2 separate regions of the Mus musculus genome follow, and region 1 is linked to region 2. The links are chromatin contacts, called in public Hi-C maps. All regions are on one chromosome and are shown on one strand. The core of a region is the stretch at or near the end of the contact, and the rest is flanking DNA. Distances in the headings are between cores, read along the strand shown. Region 1 has its middle 93 kb from the start of 2310003N18Rik. Region 2 has its middle 99 kb from the start of Gm25633.

Region 1 (5,975 bases), core at 425-2,924, 220 kb before region 2:
GATTTGGTTTCCATGGCCAGGATCCAGATGCCCACTGGGAGGTCTTCCAAATCACCCGTCTTGATCTTTTCTTAACTGCTCTCAGGGGATCCAGAGAGTGAGTCTGGTATCTGGCACCAGTGGCATGGCACCATGCCCTGAGAACTCCAGAGCCTTGCTCATTTTGGCCTCAGGCCTACTTTCTCACTAAGCAAGGCCCTTCTACCAGATGGTATAGACTCAGAGTATGGTCAACTTTGCAAAGTCAGGTTGTGCCAACTCCCATCTCTGAGGGGATGGTCTGTGTAGTTCACATGCCAAAATGCCCAGGGCTTTGCCAACCAAAAGGTGGTGAGTGCTCTTGTCCCATAGGCACCACCTAAAACGGGCAGCAGATGGGAAAGTAGGGCAGGGGTGGAAAACAGCTGGATACCATTTGCTGCCTAAGAGTTCTTTGGGGATTTGAAAATCATTGTTTAATTTCCCCTCCTGCCCTCACATGTAAACAAATGTCCTATATCAGGGGCATGGAAATCAGAACTTTTAGTGGTTGGTATTCATCTTCCCTATCTCTGCAGCCTTCTTCCCAGCCTCCAAGATGCTCACATCACATGCTTGCACATTTACATGTGCACATGCATGCATGAGCACCCGTGTGTACCCATGTGCTCACTTACACCAACAGGCCAGTCTTTCTAATACAAACCACAGGCCGATTTTGTTCACTGTGTATCTAGGGCCTGGCCAGGAACCCAGGCTTCTTTCCCTCTGAAATCTCTTGGAGAAGTTAAAAGCGGCTATGTGGGACCGCAGTAGGAGAACTGAATTGGCGACACGGTGGTTCTAGATATTTATACACTCCCGTCATTTGCTCAGCTGAGCTGCTTGCAGCTGTGGCTTGTTAGGGATATCACCCAAAGGAATTGCAGAAAATACACATATTTTATATAATTTTCCCCTCTGTTTCTTTTCCCGGTTCTAAATAGGCACTTGAAGGGAGGGGGGATTTACCATAGGATCTTGGGCACAAGGTACAGTTACCCCCAGAGCACTAGGGGAGGACATTTGTGGGTCCTCCTGGGGTGGCGGGCGGAGCAGGGAAAAGAGCCTCTGTATTCTAGTCCCAAAGGTCACACAGACATGAGGAGGATGTCTCTCTCATTTGACACTCCTTCACAGATGAATTTAAGACCAACCTCCAACTTTACATTTTTAAGCTGCTGGCTGGGAGGTCACGTGCTCTGGGCAGTCCAGTCCTGATGGGCTGCAGGGTCTACAGATTGAGTCCTTCTGGGTCCAAGGAAGGTCTAGACCATGACCTTGACACAGATGTCAAGGGAGTGATTCCTTTTTTTCTTTTTCCCCAGACAAAGGCAAGTGGTTATCTATGGTTGGCTTCAGTAAACATCCTTGGGCTTCAGCTCCCAATAGTCTGTAGCTATAAATGATCAAGGCTGTGGCTCTGTTTGCCTTTGCTTCTGTGAACAATATCACAGGCACCTAAGGAGTTCAGTGTGTACATAGTATTCTTCAATCTTTCCTCAGTCCAGACAAGGACTTAATTGCCCCTTTCCCTAGAAAATGGAGAGGAGGAAGAGGAAAGCAGGCAAGAATTCCTGCTCTTTAAACGCTGTCCCCTCCCTTTCAAGAGCTACTCACTGCAACTCACCGAGGTGATGAAAACTCCCCAGGCTAACCCATCGAATTATGGAAGCTCAGCAGAAAAATTACAGCTGCCGTAGAGGTCACCTGACCCCGATGCATCAAGTCCTGGAGGGAGGCCAACCCTCCACTTAAAATGGCAATCTTGCACAAAGTGGCACAATGACATGTTAAAAAATATAGAGATGGATAGAGATGTAACATGAAAATATGTATTTCTCCTGTTCTTAGCCTTAGAAGCAGGCATGTTAAAGGTATTAAGCGGCATTCCACACTGGAGGGATCCTCTGGCTATGGGCTTTGGAGCCTAGACAGGAAGTGTGAATTATGAGGCAATGGGAAACTAATCCAGACAAAATGAAAAGAGAAAGGACGGAGCCTAGGTATCTGGTCCAGGAGGGCCCAGAAGAATGGGGGTTGTCTCGCCCACCTGCCCCGACCTCCCCGGCTCTCTGTGGGAGAGGGAAGCCTTTGTCTGCTGGAGGTGGCTGTTGTGGGACTCAGGGAGAGCAGAGTGAGTTGGCAATCCTTTCTCGTCTGCAGGACCAGACATCCAAGGAGGAAATCTCTGTGCACTGGGCTAGACTCTGAGGGCACCTGGAGAGAAGGGGAAAGCTTGGCAGGAGTGCACAGGAGGCACAAATGTGGCACTGAGATCACGTGTCCCTGTCTTCAGCAGGGACACACCTTTCCCAGGGAGACCCAAATGTCCCAAACAGGACTCTTTCTCTAGGGATGGGATAGACATAAACAGCTTTGACTTTGTTTCTGGTTATTAATTTCCTACAAGCTGCCCCCAGGGTAATTCCTAAATCTGTTTTCTCCACTTACCCTCAGTTCAGACAGGAGAGGAAAATCTTTCTGCTTCTTAAGGGCATGTGACTTTTCTACTCTTAAAATGCAGCTTTCCTTCCTCCCTCCCTCCCTCCCTCCTTCTTTCCCTCCCTCCCTCCCTCCCTCCCTCCCTCCCTCCCTCCCTCCCTCCTTCTTTCCCTCCCTCCCTCCCTCCTTCTTTCCCTCCCTCCCTCTTTCCCTCCCTCCCTCCCTCCCTCCCTCCCTCCCTCCCTCCTTCTTTCCCTCCCTCCCTCTTTCCCTCCCTCCCTCTTTCCCTCCCTTCCTCCCTCCCCCCCCTTTCCATTTCTGCCTGTGAGCTACTTGTTCTGGCCCTGTAAGATGTGGTGGAAAATTCCTGGTCCCAGCAGACTCTGTGGATAGACTTTCCAGAGTAGGAAGGTAAGTTGCAAGCACACTGCGTGTCTTCAGTTCCCCCGGGACTGAGTGGCATCCTCAGTGTAGTGTCCGTCTATACTGTCCTTTACTCTCCCCTCTTTGCACTTGTAAATTTTGTCTTTGGACTGCTAGTCTCTGCCTTTGTCTAACTCTTCAATATAACCTCGCTGGAGGAAAGGTTGACTCCACCTTCCGCATGCAGCTTAGTGAACGTGCCCGTGTGAATGAACCCCAGGATCAAGCCACAGCACACGTCTAACACCCTTGGAAGACTCCTCTCACTTCTCAGCCCACACTTCCTGTTCCCTTCCCAGGAGTGATCTCCTCTCTAAAGTCTGCCACTGAAGGCCAGACTTGTTATAGCCTCGTTGGTGTCTGGCTTTTTACCTTTACATTCATATTTTTAAGATTCATCCATGTACCAAAGTGGTTGCATCCATTGACCCTCCCATCAACAGTGTATACATGATCCAGCTGCTCCATATCCTCTCCAATTCTTAGTGTTCCATCGCTCTGTACTTAGAGCCGTTTCAATAGGAAGTAATATGGTGCATATGTGGAGACCCCTTTCCTTAAGCCACACATTAAGTTCCCCTAGAATAATAATATCATGCAGGGATTAGGGTGAACAACTTTAGGCTCCACACCATGAAAACAGAAAGACATTAGTGCCAGGCACACTGGTATATTTGGTCACTCGAACTGCAGTGTAGTGGAAAGAAGAGAGGCTTGGGTAAGGACCTGACCTGGTTTGAACCCTCATTTACCCACTATTTAGCTATGCAAACTCAGAGAGAGGAAATAATGCTGACACCTAGGGACACACAACAAGGAAAATATGCAGTAACGCATTCATGGTAGAAACCGGTTGCTAGGTATAGAGTATTAACTGTTGAGTTCTTCCTACTCTATTGTAGATTTGGAAATGCTGATGCTAAGATGTAGGGAGGGAAATGTGGCAACGCTTCTTGGCCGCAAGGGCATCACATCTCAGAACTTACAAGTGATTTCTTTCATGATGTGGAGCAGCTGAAGGGAGCAAATGTCCTCATCTTCTTGGTCACCACCCTCCGCTGCCTTGCTTGGTTGCTCTCTTTTCTGAATACCTTCCAGAAGAGTGAGGCAAAAGGTCAAATAGCAAGTAAGAGAAAATGGGGAGTACTTGTCCTTAGATTCTAGCGGCTACACTGCTTTGCTCAGTCTTCTTGGCAGCAGAGCTGGGAGTGGAATGTCACATCTCCTGCCCTCTGTGACCTTGGCTGGTCACTGGTAGGATAGGCTGGACTATTAACCATGACCTAATGCCTTTCTGAGCCATCTTCTCTAGCCTCCCTGGCTTCTAACTTTGCTGTCATCACTTGCAAAGCCGACTTACTTTTATCATTTTTCAAAGCCATCTCTTGTTCCCATGGCAACCTACTGGGGGTCTTCTGTCACCATGGGAACATGGCTTCTGGGTTTAAATACACCTTATCACCACAGCATTAAAAATGTGGGGAGAGAGGGAGACTGGTTGTCAAGGAAACAGGATTCGGGTCTTCTTTAGAAGTGATGGGCTGGGGAGAGGGAAGGAAGTGCAATTGGGAGTTGAAAATTGATGCCACACCCAAACTTGGCCATGCTGACAAATGTGCAGGTAGATTTTGTGAGTAGTCTGGGACACATTCACACACGTGTATCCACACTCATTCATGCATGCACATGTGCGCACGTACTCGCGAGCGTTCGCACACACACTTGGTCTCTCTTTCTTTGTGTGTGGGCCTGTGTTTGTGTATGTGTATGCATGTATGTGTGCATGTATGTGTGAGTGCATGTGTGAATGCATGTGTAATTGCTTTTCTACCTTGTTTGTCTGAAGAACCTCATAAGAAAGCACCTTGGGAATTTAAAGATGTCAGAGGAACGCCCCCACTCTGTAGTCTGAGAGATGGGCGCAACATGTTCACTCTCTGCTTTGAGAAAGTCATTATGAACTTCTTCCTTATCGTTATAGAGAGGACAGAAATCCATGACAAGTGGCCTGGAAAAATCAAACCAGAAGAGAACTAAGGAGCTTGGGACAAAAAGCCATGCAAGAGGTATCAACACTGAGAAATAAGAATTCCATGTAGAATGTTTAAAAAAAAAAAAAAAAGTAGTGCATCTTAAAATGGCTAGCGGTACTTCTTATGGGCCATCTGTTCTTGAGACAAATGGGACAGTCAGTCAGATATGTCAGAGGCAGAGTTAGTAAATTTGGGGGACGGGCATCACCAATCATGTGAAGCAGAAGGGAGGGCTCAAGAGACAAGGAGAGGCACAAAGAATGGACACATGGAAGGTATGTGGTAAACCTAGATCACAGGCTTAGCGGGAAACTCAGAGCTGGGCACCTGAGGTTCCAAGGTCCAATCCATGTGGCTGTATAGGGAGAGTCAAACAAACAAACAAACAAACAAACAAACAAACCAAACCAAACCAAAACAAATTCCATCGAGTTCAACTATGCCACTTCCACCCAAGTCCTTAGACCATCACGCACACCTGAAAATTGTAATGCCTGGCAGACTCCACCTCAGGAAAACTCTGAGTGCACTTGGCTCAGGTCCAGCAGACAGCTCTCCTTCCTTCTCAGTGACTCCCAGGATCTGGATCACCAGACTATTGTCCTACTGCTCAAGTCTATCTCTGGTGTCATCTTGCCTAGCGGTGTCCCTTCTGAGGACCATTCCCATAGCCGTTTCCCTCCTGCTGTGTCAAACTACCTCTTTCCCCCATTGTCCAGGAGTAAGATGAAAGGCAAAAGGAATGAAGGCTCTCAGAAAATTCTGCTTGAATCGCAAGCAGCCTTATCACTTCCTAGCTCTATGGCCTTGGAGACATCTCTAACTTAACTCTCTAATTCTAAAATAAAATTCACAAGATGATTGGAGGATTAAAGGGGATAATGAATGTCAAGGGGTTTTGCAAGCACTGGGTGCTGTGCATCTGGAGTGGTGCAGCTCCATCTTCCTGAGGAGGCTGAGAGCACAGGAGTGACTCTGATGAAGACCAGTCCAGTCCAGTCTTATTCAGAGCCACAGATAAGGCTGTTTCTGCTATTAGGTGACAGTGATGGCAAA
Region 2 (6,491 bases), core at 3,247-5,746:
GAAACAAATGATGTATTTTTAACCTGAAGTTTCTGCATATGTTACTGTAAATGTCGAAAAGGAAGGGGCTTCATTGAAATCCTAGTTGTTATTTTTTTCCTGCTTTTTCTAAGATGAAAGTATCACAAAAGACTCACAGCCACAGCTAGAACACTGGGCCACTGCCAGTGAGCCTGGACCAAAGAAACAGTTGCCTCTTACTGCAAAGGGACAGAACTCATTAATGCTAACGGCCTTTGTGCAGCTAATTAGCAGCATCTCACATTCAATATTTACCCTTGTGTACTCTGAAATTCCACTTCCTCCTTGAGACACAAGCTGTTTCTCTACCTGACTCATGGCAAGGAAACCTTCTGTGCCAGATTCCAGCTTCCACCCTGCTTGGATGGAGGAGGGGGCTTCCCTCCAGGGGCTGAGGTTTGCATTCCAATCCTGGGTGGAGTGCACAGCAGTTAGAGTCCTCCTCCAAAGGAGGTATCATTTTCATGATTCACCCGAGCTGTCAGCCCCAAGTACCTTCCCAGACATCAGTATGTGTTCAACCATCTCTTCTTTCCTCTGAAAATGGTCATTCTCTGGGGTCAGTGCCTACAAGTCTACAAGGCCTGAGAGAAGATGAACTGTCTATAAAAAAAAAAAAAGCTTTTGGGCAACTCATCCAGGCATGGAATCCCTGAGGACTTGCTCATTATACATTTAACCCATTGGGATTGAACCCTTATGGTAAGGGCTATTCTCAGAACCTTTCCAATCTTATGGTGCAATGTGGTAAAGAAGGCCACTCACATAAGGTGAGGGATACCAAAAAGGACCTAGAGAATAATCAGTTAACTCAGAATTCTGAATAGATTCCTTTCTTATTAGAAATGCCTGGTACCTAACTCCCCCCCCCCCGAAACAACAGCTATGAATGGAGAAAGGACCTTAGCTCTGGTGTTACATGAAGCAAAGGGGCCGTGGGTGCTGCCTCAGAGGGTATCCACATGTATGTCTTGACTAACATGCTAATCATTGTTTTTAGAAGGGACTTATTTGACCATGCATTTCTGAAAGGCCTCCCTCTCAGCCCACTGCAACATTCTTCCCATTGTCTGAAGTCCTTTTCAGCTCCTCATCTACCACCACGATGATCCATCAGCAAATGCTGATTGTACAGTTGACCACAGGGGCAGAGATTTCATCATGCTCCAAGAGATGCTGGCCCCAGACCAATCCTTCAACCCTATGAATGGGGTACTTGGCTGATGCCCAGCCTCTGAGTGCATGGGTGTTCTTGACTTGCCACCAGCCATACTTGAGTCAAAACTATCTTGTAATTATATGGGACATCAGGAAAGAGAGTCAGAGTACAGTGTGGTCCCTGATTTAAGGACCAATGTTTTCTCATGCCTGCTCAGGAATTTCCCACATAACACACAAACACACACACACAGAGAGAGACAGAGAGATACAGAGTCAGATAGACAGACAGACAGACAGACACACAGAGACAGATAGACACATGCAGCGAGAGACAGAGACAGACCCACAGACAGACACACAGAAAGACAGAGGCAGAGAGACACACAGATAGACACACAGAATAAGAGAGAGAGAGAGAGAACATAAAGCCGTTCCTGACAGCCTTTGCTCACCAGAACACCGAACACCAGGTGAGTACAGATGTTCAGGAAGGACAGATGAATGGACTTCCTGACATTTTTAGGGGCTGGCAGTTGGCAGAGGAAACTGTCGTTGAAGAAGACCATGTTAGTACTCAGACAGTGTGCCTCAGTGTACATGAAAGGGTGGCATGGGCCGGTGGGGGTGAATTCTGAATGGAGAATGTCTTCTGGTGGATCCTTTCCATAGAATTCTTTATAGGTCTGAACTGGCCCAACAGTTTTAGTAACACCATAAAAAAAAAAATACTTGGTCCATCTCGCCCAGTCCAGCCTATGCATAGTGATGGCTTCAAAGTAGACAAGGAGATCCTGGGTGAACTAGAACTGGTGTCTATTCCTAGGTCTCTATACTTCCAGGGTTCTTTCTACACTACCCTAACACTAGGTAAGCCCAAAGTTATTGCTTTAGCACAAGCCAAGTACTGCCTTGAAGTGGTGTACAGACCATCCTCACTGCAGAATTAGTCACAGAATCAATGCCCTTTCATGCATGCCAAGGGATTAGATCCTGGCCTAAGACAGACCCAAACTTATGCTTTCAAATGTGAATATCTAAATATCAGTCTTAGGCTGGGGGGATTTTCTACATCTGAAACTACCTTGATAGCCACATAATCCATCCATCCATCCATCCATCCATCCATCCATCCATCCATCCATCCATCCATGGGAGATTCCCCGCCATGTGCTTATGTCCCTGTCTTACTCAGAGAAGGGACATACATATCATTTACAAATGTCAGAGATGAGAAAAAACATCTAGATGTCTCCCCACTTAATACCCTCTTAAGACAAGGCTAGAACCAAGGCCTCGGAGGAAAATGACTTGCTTGAGTTCAAATTTACCCAGAAACTTGAAGCCCACCCTGACTCTCAAGACAGTGTTCCACTCAGAATCTCACATAGCTTTCTGCCCTTTTGTATCCAGGCTGGTAACACCTGCTTAAGTCCATCCCTCCACTGCAGATCTGTCAGAAGCTGACCATCATGACTGACTGATAACAGCTGAAGCCTTGGCGGCCACCTGAAGCAGCTGGGCTCTAAGATAGACTAGCTAGGGAAGAGAGGCCCAGAATTCACTACCACAAAATATGCCACTGAAGTCAACTTAGATACAAGGAATGCAGAAAGAGTTTGCTGCTCTCACATCATCTGCTAGAAACAGAGTGTGTGTGTGTGTGTGTGTGTGTGTGTGTGTGTGTGTGTTTACCAGGAGAATAACATTTGTAGATACACACGAAAGCTACTCCAGGGATGAGAAAGCTTGTGCTGATGACACTGTGTCCAGTCTTCGTAAGTCAAACGTTCAAAGCACTATCATTAGGCTCCTCAAAAGTCACCTGGCTTCAAGTCCTTTCCTGTAAGCCAGCCCACCCCATTCTGTTTTCTTGTCTCTTGCCATATTTTTTCTGTCTTTGCTAAGATGATCCTCCAATCTAACTAGCCCTTTGAGTAACTTATCTGAGATCTCCCATGGTACATGTAAATCATATGTATAAATAGCCCGTGTTGTTATTTCCTCCTGTTAATGTCCCTTTTGCATGTTTAATTCACAGGCCTGAGGTACTAGGGCCAAGTCTGAGACCCAGGGACACTTCCTACTGTTTTATCACAAAAACAGAAAAGCAACTAATCTGAAGTTGGTACCAGGAATGGGGTGCGGAAATAAAAAGGGCCAAGTCAAAGACATACTTGCATCCTTTCCCCACACCTGAGAGTCAGTGTCCAAGGGTAACATTGGGTGGGTTGTCCCCCGCCACCACCCCACTTCCACCCCCAGGACCCCGGCTATAATAGCTCATGTTCCCTTGCTTGGCTGGAAACTCACCCTGCAGTTTCATTAAAAGGGGCAAGAATTCCACCTCTTCTTTGGAATCCACTTCCAACAGTTGCTATGCTGAGCCTGAATCCTGGGTTAATCCTTTATCTTTATGACCTTAGCAGGAGTTATTTTTACCTCATTAGGCCTCGGTTTCATCCTGTGCTGGCTGGATTAATAATATAACACACCTCAAAAACTGTTGTTCAGGTTAAAGGAGATAGTAGAAAACCTGACACAGAATGTGTGTTATATGAACTCAAGGTTCACACATAGCTACACATAGCTGTATTGGGATCTAATAGCCTGCCTGTTAGAAAATGTCTCTAATGACTTGAATGGGTTTATAGAGGAGAGGCAGCTCCATGGAGTTATCTAACTTTCAAGGTTAGGAAATATAGAGCGATCCTACTTGCCTATGTGAAAGAGTTACAGTGACTCTATTAGCTTTCTTGTCTGAATCACTAGACATATGTCCTAAAGTCCTCTCCTTACTGGGAAGGCCTGTTCTAAAGACTGATTCTCAGATCCTACCTTTAACTTGCTGATTCCAACTTTTGAATTAAATTCTGGGAGACAGTCTTTAAACACTGGGCCCTTTCAAGGTGATCCAGAGGTGACCGAAGTTTTAAATTGACAGGCAAAGAACAAGTTTCCCTGGCCTGAATCTACCCAGTCTGGTGCCTTGAAATGCAGATCTCTGCAGATTCTGTGGGCAAGGGCCACAGACCAGGGCACCATGGTTTACCCTTTGCTCTCCAGCACTTCACCCACTCAGAGCCGCTATTCCATAGATCTTGTTTCCAGCCTGGGTGGCATTTCTATAGCGGCCCCTCATTTCCTGCCAAGAACAGAGCTGGCCTCTCTGATCCTGGCTCTCAGCCCAGCCAGGCTGTAGGTGGATCATTAAAGACCGCTGGACCTCTTCTGGAGGACTCTGGGACTGTGTTGTGGAGGGAGAGGCATGACCGGGGTGGGTGGGACTATTCAAGAATCTGTTGCTATCAAATCTGGGGAGCAGACAGTCCAGGGCCCAGACAGACCTCTGTTACTCATGCAGAGATAATTCAGTTAAGGGGAATGCAGATGGGAGAGATGGAGTGACTCAGAGGCTGAAGGCATTTCAATGAGGCTTGGTGACTGAAAAGCACTTATTAACCCAGGATGCTTAAGCATTAAACAGGGCCAGGGGCTGGGTGGAGACACTGAAGAGTTGCCCACACAGGATTTTGCTGGAAGGTTGGGTGTTATGAAGTAGAATTCCCCACTCTCAGCCCATCTAAGAGCTAATTCACACCTTAAATCCTCAGTGAACTCATGTTTTTCTAGGCTGTTCAGGTCGTTATCATCTGGCCTATACAGCCATCCCGGGAAGAGATAAGCTGAGAAACTATAAAGTGTCAGACAAGAAGAAAAGCTTTTCTGGGATTTAATTTGAGCCATTGATCACCACTTCCCATAGGAACAAGTTATTTCTCTGTGAGCTGTCATCTATGAAAGCAGGTGGCTTGGCTCCTGGAGGCCTCACATGGTAGAGGGCTACAGGGTCCTTGAGGCCAAGTTAGAGGCACAGGGACACTTCCTATCATCTTTTTCCCATGCCTGAGAGTCAATGTCCTTGGGCAGCATTAGAGGCATTGCCCATACCTGACCCCATCCCCAAGTATAATAGCATATGTCCCCTGGCTTGGCTGGAAGCTCCCCCTACAGTTTCCTTTGATCCACCTGCATCTTGGGAAGATGCTCTGGTTTAAAGCAGGCTATTTGGTCCCTGGAATGGAAAGGAAGTGCCACAGTGCTAGAAGGAAGCTCCTTCTATTTGTTTCTGTCTACTTCTTCTCCTGGCATAGAGAGATTTTTCTCCACAGACCATTTGTCTTTTTTATAACCTGCCTATTCAGTGTCAGACGAATGCAAGGCAGCGGAGAAGCTGATGAAGGCCATTGCTTGGACGCTTGAGACCACGCTAGTAGACCATGGCAAAGCAACTGGGACCTACCTCCTCCACAGGTGCCAGAGTCAAGGCAGGGTGGGTGGGATGCACCTCCAAAGGACTGGAAGTGAGCTCTTCTAATGAGCAGGCAGAGGACTGGCCAGCAATGAAGGAGTTAATGGCAGTCAAGCCTTCTTCCTCTGTCCTCCCTTCTCTCACTGAACCCAGATGAATAGCCAGTCAGTAAAATGACCCAGTGGAAGGAGTCCAGAATCAACCACTCTGATCCCAGGGGGCATTTGTACTCTTCACAGCACAAATCAAATCACCCAGAGCGAGGACTGGCAGGCTGCAGAAGGCCCAGAGACAAGACATCCCTCTGGTCTCTTCGGGCACAGCAGGGACTTAACCCAAGCCGGAACCTTAGCCCATGAAACCCATAGGAGACTGACCTGCCTGGTTCCTGTGGGTCTGGAATTTCCATGTGTGATTTCTCCCTGAGACTTAGTTAGCTATCATGGAGAGGCCTTGCCTCTTGTCCTGTCTTCCCCTCACTTTGTACAGCAATGCCACCTCCTTCCTCACAGTGTCCATTGACCTTGACCCATGTGGGTGCTCTGTTGGTGAGAAAGTGGGTAGGGAAATCGGATTTGAAAAGGAGTGGAGAAATCCAAATCCCAGGATCTCATAGAACCTGCGATTACTCCTCTCCACTCAGACAGTCTCTGCTGTGTGCAAAGCTCTCTCTTTCCCTGCCCCCAGCTCCTTCCCTCTAGGAGGGAATGCCCTGAGCCTCCTCCAGCACCCCACTGGCCCTTCTGCACAAAGCTTTGTCCTCTTGAAAGCTTACAGATTTATAGTTCTCAGCTGCAGACATTCCATCCCTACCATTCCAGCCTCTCACAACCCTTGAACATCCTCCTCCATGTCCCTCTCCCAGCCTCCCCCGAATTGGAAGCTGTGGGGGTGGGGCAGGCAGGGAAGGTTGACCTCTAAATACAGAGAAGCTCAGCCTGAAGGAGTCTCCTCTGTCAAGCCACTCAGGCATCAGTTTCCTGGAACTTGACTGGCTATG

What was found. A called contact is a pair of places that touch in the nucleus more often than the background predicts.
Region 1: a contact with region 2 is called in a Hi-C map of the N1E-115 cell line, with 2.0 times the contacts expected there. The contact joins two enhancer-like sites. A contact is called at or near these places in 1 of 484 Hi-C or Micro-C datasets (the N1E-115 cell line) and 5 of 115 datasets of contacts at active chromatin or transcription factors (embryonic stem cells, neural progenitor cells, oligodendrocyte precursor cells and 2 more).

Annotation. Positions count from the first base shown.
Region 1 is chr9:50,137,125-50,143,099 of GRCm38.p6, reverse strand. No RefSeq gene overlaps it. Among named protein-coding and RNA genes, the nearest start is that of 2310003N18Rik, 93 kb to the left of the region's middle. Within about 2 kb of position 1,674, at least 27 of the 459 cell types and tissues checked have an H3K27ac peak or open chromatin away from gene starts, as enhancers often do. A contact at or near this core is called in the N1E-115 cell line, where this site is marked.
Region 2 is chr9:49,922,161-49,928,651 of GRCm38.p6, reverse strand. No RefSeq gene overlaps it. Among named protein-coding and RNA genes, the nearest start is that of Gm25633, 99 kb to the right of the region's middle. Within about 2 kb of position 4,496, at least 73 of the 459 cell types and tissues checked have an H3K27ac peak or open chromatin away from gene starts, as enhancers often do. A contact at or near this core is called in the N1E-115 cell line, where this site is marked.